2 separate regions of the Ovis aries genome follow, and region 1 is linked to region 2. The links are chromatin contacts, called in public Hi-C maps. All regions are on one chromosome and are shown on one strand. The core of a region is the stretch at or near the end of the contact, and the rest is flanking DNA. Distances in the headings are between cores, read along the strand shown. Region 1 overlaps RET (ret proto-oncogene). Region 2 has its middle 49 kb from the start of BMS1.

Region 1 (2,700 bases), core at 58-2,557, 240 kb after region 2:
AACCAGGCAGTCAGAAACGTGTGTGTTAGCATGAAATCACACCAAACGTCCCCCATGTTGGTTTTCAAGTGGTGGAATTGTGGCTTTTTTCTCACTTTCTCTAAAATGAGCATGTCTTGCTTCCATAGTTAAGAAAATTGTTAACAGTTTTTTGAAAACCAGCAAACACTAGGAGCTGGATCTCTGGGCCTGCAGCCTGACTGGTGCCAGCCCTCACCACAGAGGAGGCAGGCAAGGTGTGTGAAGGGGTGTGCCCCTCCTAGGTGATCAGGCTGAGGACCTGAGGCAGACCTCCTGGTCCCGGCTCTTCCCTGTCAGCACCGGTGCAGGCTGCAGGCACAGTGACGCTCAGAGCATAGTCTTCACTGCAAACTGTGCTTGGTGTGGAGCTGAAGAAGGGCCGCGGCCCAGGCCCAGCATGCACCCCAGCTCTGTCTCCTCTCCTGTGGGCCCCTGAGGAAGGCAGCTCGCCCTCCCCGCAGCTCGGGGTCATCCCGGGGTTGCTGGTCTGCTTGGTGCTCAGGTGAGAGTCTGCCTTTCCGCTGCGATCCGGACAGCCTGGAGGTGAGCACGCGCTGGGCCCTGGACCGCGAGCAGCGGGAGAAGTATGAGCTGGTGGCCGCGTGCACGGTTCGCGTGGGCGCCCGCGAGGAGGAGGTGATGGCGCCCTTCCCCGTGACCGTGTACGACGAGGACGACTCTGCGCCCACCTTCCTCGGGGGCGTCGACAGCGCCAGCGCCGTGGTGGAGTTCAAGCGGAAGGAGGTGCCTATGCGTTTGTCTGGTGCTCGTCTGGTGTCTGTCGCCTCTCTGTTGGGCATCTGGGTCCCTCCATGCGTCATCTGTCCTTGGTGTGTTCAGCTGTCCACCTAGCCATCCAGTCATGTGGCTGACCACTCTAGCTATTCGTCTTTCATTGTCCATCAGCCTGTCTGTGGGGGTTTGTTGGTTTCCAGGACGGCTGAGGAGGAGAGAGGACCAGCCCCACTGGCACCGAGCTGACCCCTGCCCTGGGAGGCGGGCGAGGGGAGGGGCTGGGGTGCCGGTGGGGTTGGGGGTAGGGGTGCCCAGCCTCTGACTCAACCGGCAGGGCTCACATCAGAGGGGCGCAACTGTGCTGCTGCGCAGGCGGGGCGCGCTGCCCCACGGAGACGAGAGGACATCTGCCAGGAGGGCGTTCCCTCAAGGGAGGGCCAGTGAGTTCAGGGCAGGCACCCCGGAGTGGAGGAAGACGGGCCCTTGGATCTGACAGGGATGTCCCTGCGCCGCCCCGCGCGCATCGGGGCCCCGCCTTCCTCTGGCCCCGCAGGCGGAGCGTGACTGCCACCTGCTGGGCCCTGGGCTATCCTGCAGCCGACAGGCTGGCGGGAGCAAGGGGAGGGTCGGGGTCGGATATCCGGTGGTTGCCTGCTTCTCTGGGCGCCCCGGAGCAAGTTTGGTGGATGGATGGGCAGGAGGAAAGCACATGGGGTAGGGAGGTGTCTCATGAGCCTGGGAGGGCAGCTCCACGGTGACACTGGAGCCTGGTCAGTAGTGAGAGCAGAGATGACCTGTGACTTTACTCAGAACCCCCACTCATGACCCCATCCAACCTGGGGTACAGAAGCAGCTTTAGGAGAGCATTCTGGTGGACACTGTGCTTAGGTCCCAGCTCTGTCGTCTGTCACTCCATGATGCTGAGCCAACTCCTCCACTGTGCGGGGCCCAGCTTCCTCAAAGGAGAGCCGGGCTGCCCACTCTGCACTGTGGGGACCTGGATGAGGTCTTCCACAGAGCACCAGGGCATCTGCTCTAACCCATAATCACGGGAAGTCTGGAGATGCCGCCGCACCTGTTGCAGAGGTGAGGTGCAGTGGCCCAGGAAGGGTGACAAGCATGCTGGCTGGGGGCCCCTTGCGGCTTGAACCCTGGTCAGTCTGACCCTGGAGCCAGCTCTGACCGCACACACCTGATCCACCTGTGGGGCACGTGCCCTGCTATGCGCTCTGGCTTTCGGGGCCCTGACTGGCCCCCGTATGCTTTGCAGGGCACAGTGGTAGCCACGTTACGTGTCTTCGATGCAGACGTGGTGCCAGCCTCCGGGGAGCTCCTGAGACGGTACACGAACACGCTGCTGTCTAGGGACACCAAGGCCCTCCAGACCTTCCGAGTGGAGCACGCGCCCAATGAGACCCTGGCCCAGGCCAACGGCAGCTTTGTGCGGGCAACCGTGCATGACTACAGTAAGAGGGGACCAGTGTGGCCTGACGGGGCCCCCTTGGGAACTGGCAGCCCGCGCTCCGTGGGCAGGGCAGCACCCTGCACACATAAACACCTATCCTGGCCCTCTCAACCCAGGTGGCCACCCCTTCCAACCTTCTTCCCAGCCTTTGTCTCTGCTGGGCTCACCTTGGCCACCTTGGTGGGTGTTTACAGGCTGTCCTTTCTCCCTGAACTGTCCCAAGGCCGAGGCTGACCCTGCCAGGACCCCACCACACTACCCTGTGCTGACCACGCCAGGGCTCACTGTAACACCTGTCTCCCTTTGGCCCCTGGCACCAGCTGTGCCACCTCCTAGGTGCTCAAGTGCTCAGGGATCCTTGACACCCAACCAGCAACTCTCCGCTAACAGGAGCTGATGTCCAGTAGCAGCTCTGTGCCCTCAAATTGAAGGGTTCTGGGATGACTGTCCTGTCTGGCTTCTGAAACGTGCCCGCCCTC
Region 2 (2,756 bases), core at 25-2,524:
GGAGTCTTGCTGGCTCCACCCAGCTGGCTCAAGAGGTTTCGCCAGCCCCTCAGCCCCTGGGCTTCCCTGAGATATGGAGCTGACCAGGCTCTCCCAGCTCTGGGGAAGTGGACTGCAGCGTGTATCTTGCCATCAGAGCCTCCGCAGGGCCTAGCACAGGGTCCTGGAGAGAGATCTTGTTCTATGAGCCTAAGAGCCTCACAGAACTCCAGGCCCCTGCATGTGTGCACTCGTGTACACCTGTGTGCACACACACCCACACACCCACGCCCTCTTGTCTCCGAACCTTGAATTATACCCTCCCTGGCCCATCCCTGCCTGGCCTTTAAAGCCACACTCCAAACCCATCTCAGCCATATTTGGCCCTGTTTTCTTCCCTTCCTCTTAGAAGTGATGCTCTCCTCCACCACTGAACATTCACTGGTGCTTAGCGAATGTCAGGGCCTCCCCTGTTAGGTGCAGCTACCGAGTGCAATCTATGTGCCAAGTCCGAGATCCTCTGAGAGGCCCATGCTGGCCACCCCTGTGCTCGTCAGTAGGCCTGTGTCCTGGTTTCTAGGTGTTGTTCCTTCATCCCTGTATTTGTCTGTTTGTCCAGCAAATCAATGTGGAGAAACTCTCATGCGTACTTTCTCATCATGGTCAGGACATCGGACTACAGCTGACCCGAGAACTATTATAAAAAGTATTCTTAGAGAAGAAACCAGGAGGCATCGTTGTAAGACATTGGCCTTGGGTGTATCCCTTGGGTGTGGTTGGGTTAGTAGGAGTTGTGTCTCCAGGGTACTGGACCTGCAAAATGAAGAAGCAGGCTTTGAGATCATCCCCCCATCCCCACCCCAGCCACTAATTCCAGTGGGAATGGTCCTGTCTTTTCTTTCTAATAACAATCAACTTAACAGCCACTTGGAGCTTCCCTGGTGGCTCTCAAGGTAAAGAATCCACCTGCAATGTAGGAGACCCCAGTTCGATCCCTGGGTCAGTAAGAAGGGAATGGCAATCCACTCCAGTATTCTCAACTGGAGATTTCCATGGACAGAGGAGCCTGGTGGGCTGTAGTCCATGAGGTTACAAAGAGTCAGACATGACTGAGCGTCTAACACCTAACATCCACTATCATATACTGGGTATTTTCTCTGGGTCAAGCTCTGTGTTTAGTGCTTTACATACATTCTGTTATTTGGAATCTCAAAACAACCCTATACTTACCCCATTTCGGATAAGGATAATGAGCCTCAGTGAGGTTAAGTCCCTTAGCCAGTAGGTGGCAGCACTGCAGCTGGCCTCACCCCTGGAGCTCTTAGGCTGACAGTCAGAGCCCTGCGTGGTATAATCTCTTTTTAGCAGTCTTGACAAGCAGCTGTGATTGGTCCTGCCCTACTGAGGTTCAGGCAGGCTGGAGCGAGGACCATCGAGCTGAAAGACCTGGAAAGAGAGTTCAGAGCTCGTGCCCTTGAGCAGGGGGCCCTGGTGTGAGCCAGTGAACTCAGATCGGCACCCACCTGCTGCACACAGGTTTCTTAGGCAGCCCTCCTTACCTGTAAAACTAGGCAGACCTGTGATGTGGGGCCGCTGGGCAGGTCACTGAGCCTTCCAATGCCAGGTGTCTGCATACGTGGTCACGGGAACGGCTGCCTCCTGGGGCTTGGCATCCAGCGCTGCTGGCTGGCCCTGTGATATCCTTGATCCCTAGTCGGGTGGCCCCCCAAGCTCCCCACCCTGGGTCCCAAGCACTGGCCTTCCTCTCTCCTGCTCTGTCTGGTCCTGGTTACCCTAAATTGGCCACGTGTGAGCAGTAGCCCTTCTGGAAGCCACGTCCTCCAGAGAGATTTGATTATGTCCTGGTGGTGCCACCTCGCTAATGCAATCAGGAAGTTTCCTCAAGACTTCAGCTGCTTTGCTGGCAGCTGGGCCTGGCTCCCTGGATGACTGTGCTGCTCCTTGGCTCACGGCTTCTCTCCAGGCTGAAGGGGCCTCAGGGACCCTCTATCATCCATGCCTGTGCCCACAGGGAGAGGCTGGCTCTGGGGCACAGCCTTGCCAGAGAGTCTTCATGTTGCCTTCTTCTCTCCTCCCTCCTTTTGAGGTCCTTGGCTCTGGTGTTACTCAGAATCATTGAGACTTTGTTTTCTCTGCTTAGCAAAAGCACTTAGCATTGAAGAATCAGTACTTTGGGCATTCCAGACAATGGCCATTTTCCATCAAGGTTAGGCTCTTAATTGAAAATTTTAGGAAGAGAGGAAAATTGGGATGAGTCCAGAAATTCTCTCCATTAAAAATTGTAATCAGAATGAAAGAGTTGTGTTAATTCCCGAGGGTTCTCTCCTGGGAATTGTCCAGAATGCGGCTTCAACAGACACTGGCAGTCAGGGTGAGACAGAACCGAAGGAGTCAAACATTCCAGGAAGCAGATACAGGCACGACTGGGGTGCAGCTTGCTCCTTGGTTTTTCTGCACACCCACCTCCTCACTCCAGCCTGCACCCAGCACTGACCTCAGAGGCAACTTGATGTCGTGCAGTCTGAGAATGTGGGGACTGGCCCTCGAAGGGACGAGTTTGAGTTGTAGCTGCATGAGCAGGGGCACTGGGGGCCGTGCAGGGTGTGTGGTGGGCAGGGTTTGGGGCTGAATTTAGGGTCTGGGTTTTCCCAGCCACGCAGGGACTAGAGATTGAAAGTGAGGTTGATGTGGAGGTTTGGGGGTGGGGTCCCCATTTCCCAGGACGTGGCCAAAAGAACCACTTCTCCAGGTGCATC

What was found. A called contact is a pair of places that touch in the nucleus more often than the background predicts.
Region 1: a Hi-C map of hypothalamus shows a contact between it and region 2, with 2.4 times the contacts expected there. The contact joins two enhancer-like sites. A contact is called at or near these places in 6 of 16 Hi-C or Micro-C datasets (blood, hypothalamus, retroperitoneal adipose tissue and 1 more).

The regions. Positions count from the first base shown.
Region 1 is chr25:12,826,789-12,829,488 of ARS-UI_Ramb_v3.0, forward strand. RET (ret proto-oncogene) reads left to right here. Exons shown (of 20, transcript XM_027962134.3): 4 at 524-765; 5 at 2,027-2,222. Among named protein-coding and RNA genes, the nearest start is that of RET, 31 kb to the left of the region's middle. Within about 2 kb of position 1,308, at least 6 of the 54 cell types and tissues checked have an H3K27ac peak or open chromatin away from gene starts, as enhancers often do. A contact at or near this core is called in hypothalamus, where this site is marked.
Region 2 is chr25:12,589,542-12,592,297 of ARS-UI_Ramb_v3.0, forward strand. No RefSeq gene overlaps it. Among named protein-coding and RNA genes, the nearest start is that of BMS1, 49 kb to the left of the region's middle. Within about 2 kb of position 1,275, at least 5 of the 54 cell types and tissues checked have an H3K27ac peak or open chromatin away from gene starts, as enhancers often do. A contact at or near this core is called in hypothalamus, where this site is marked.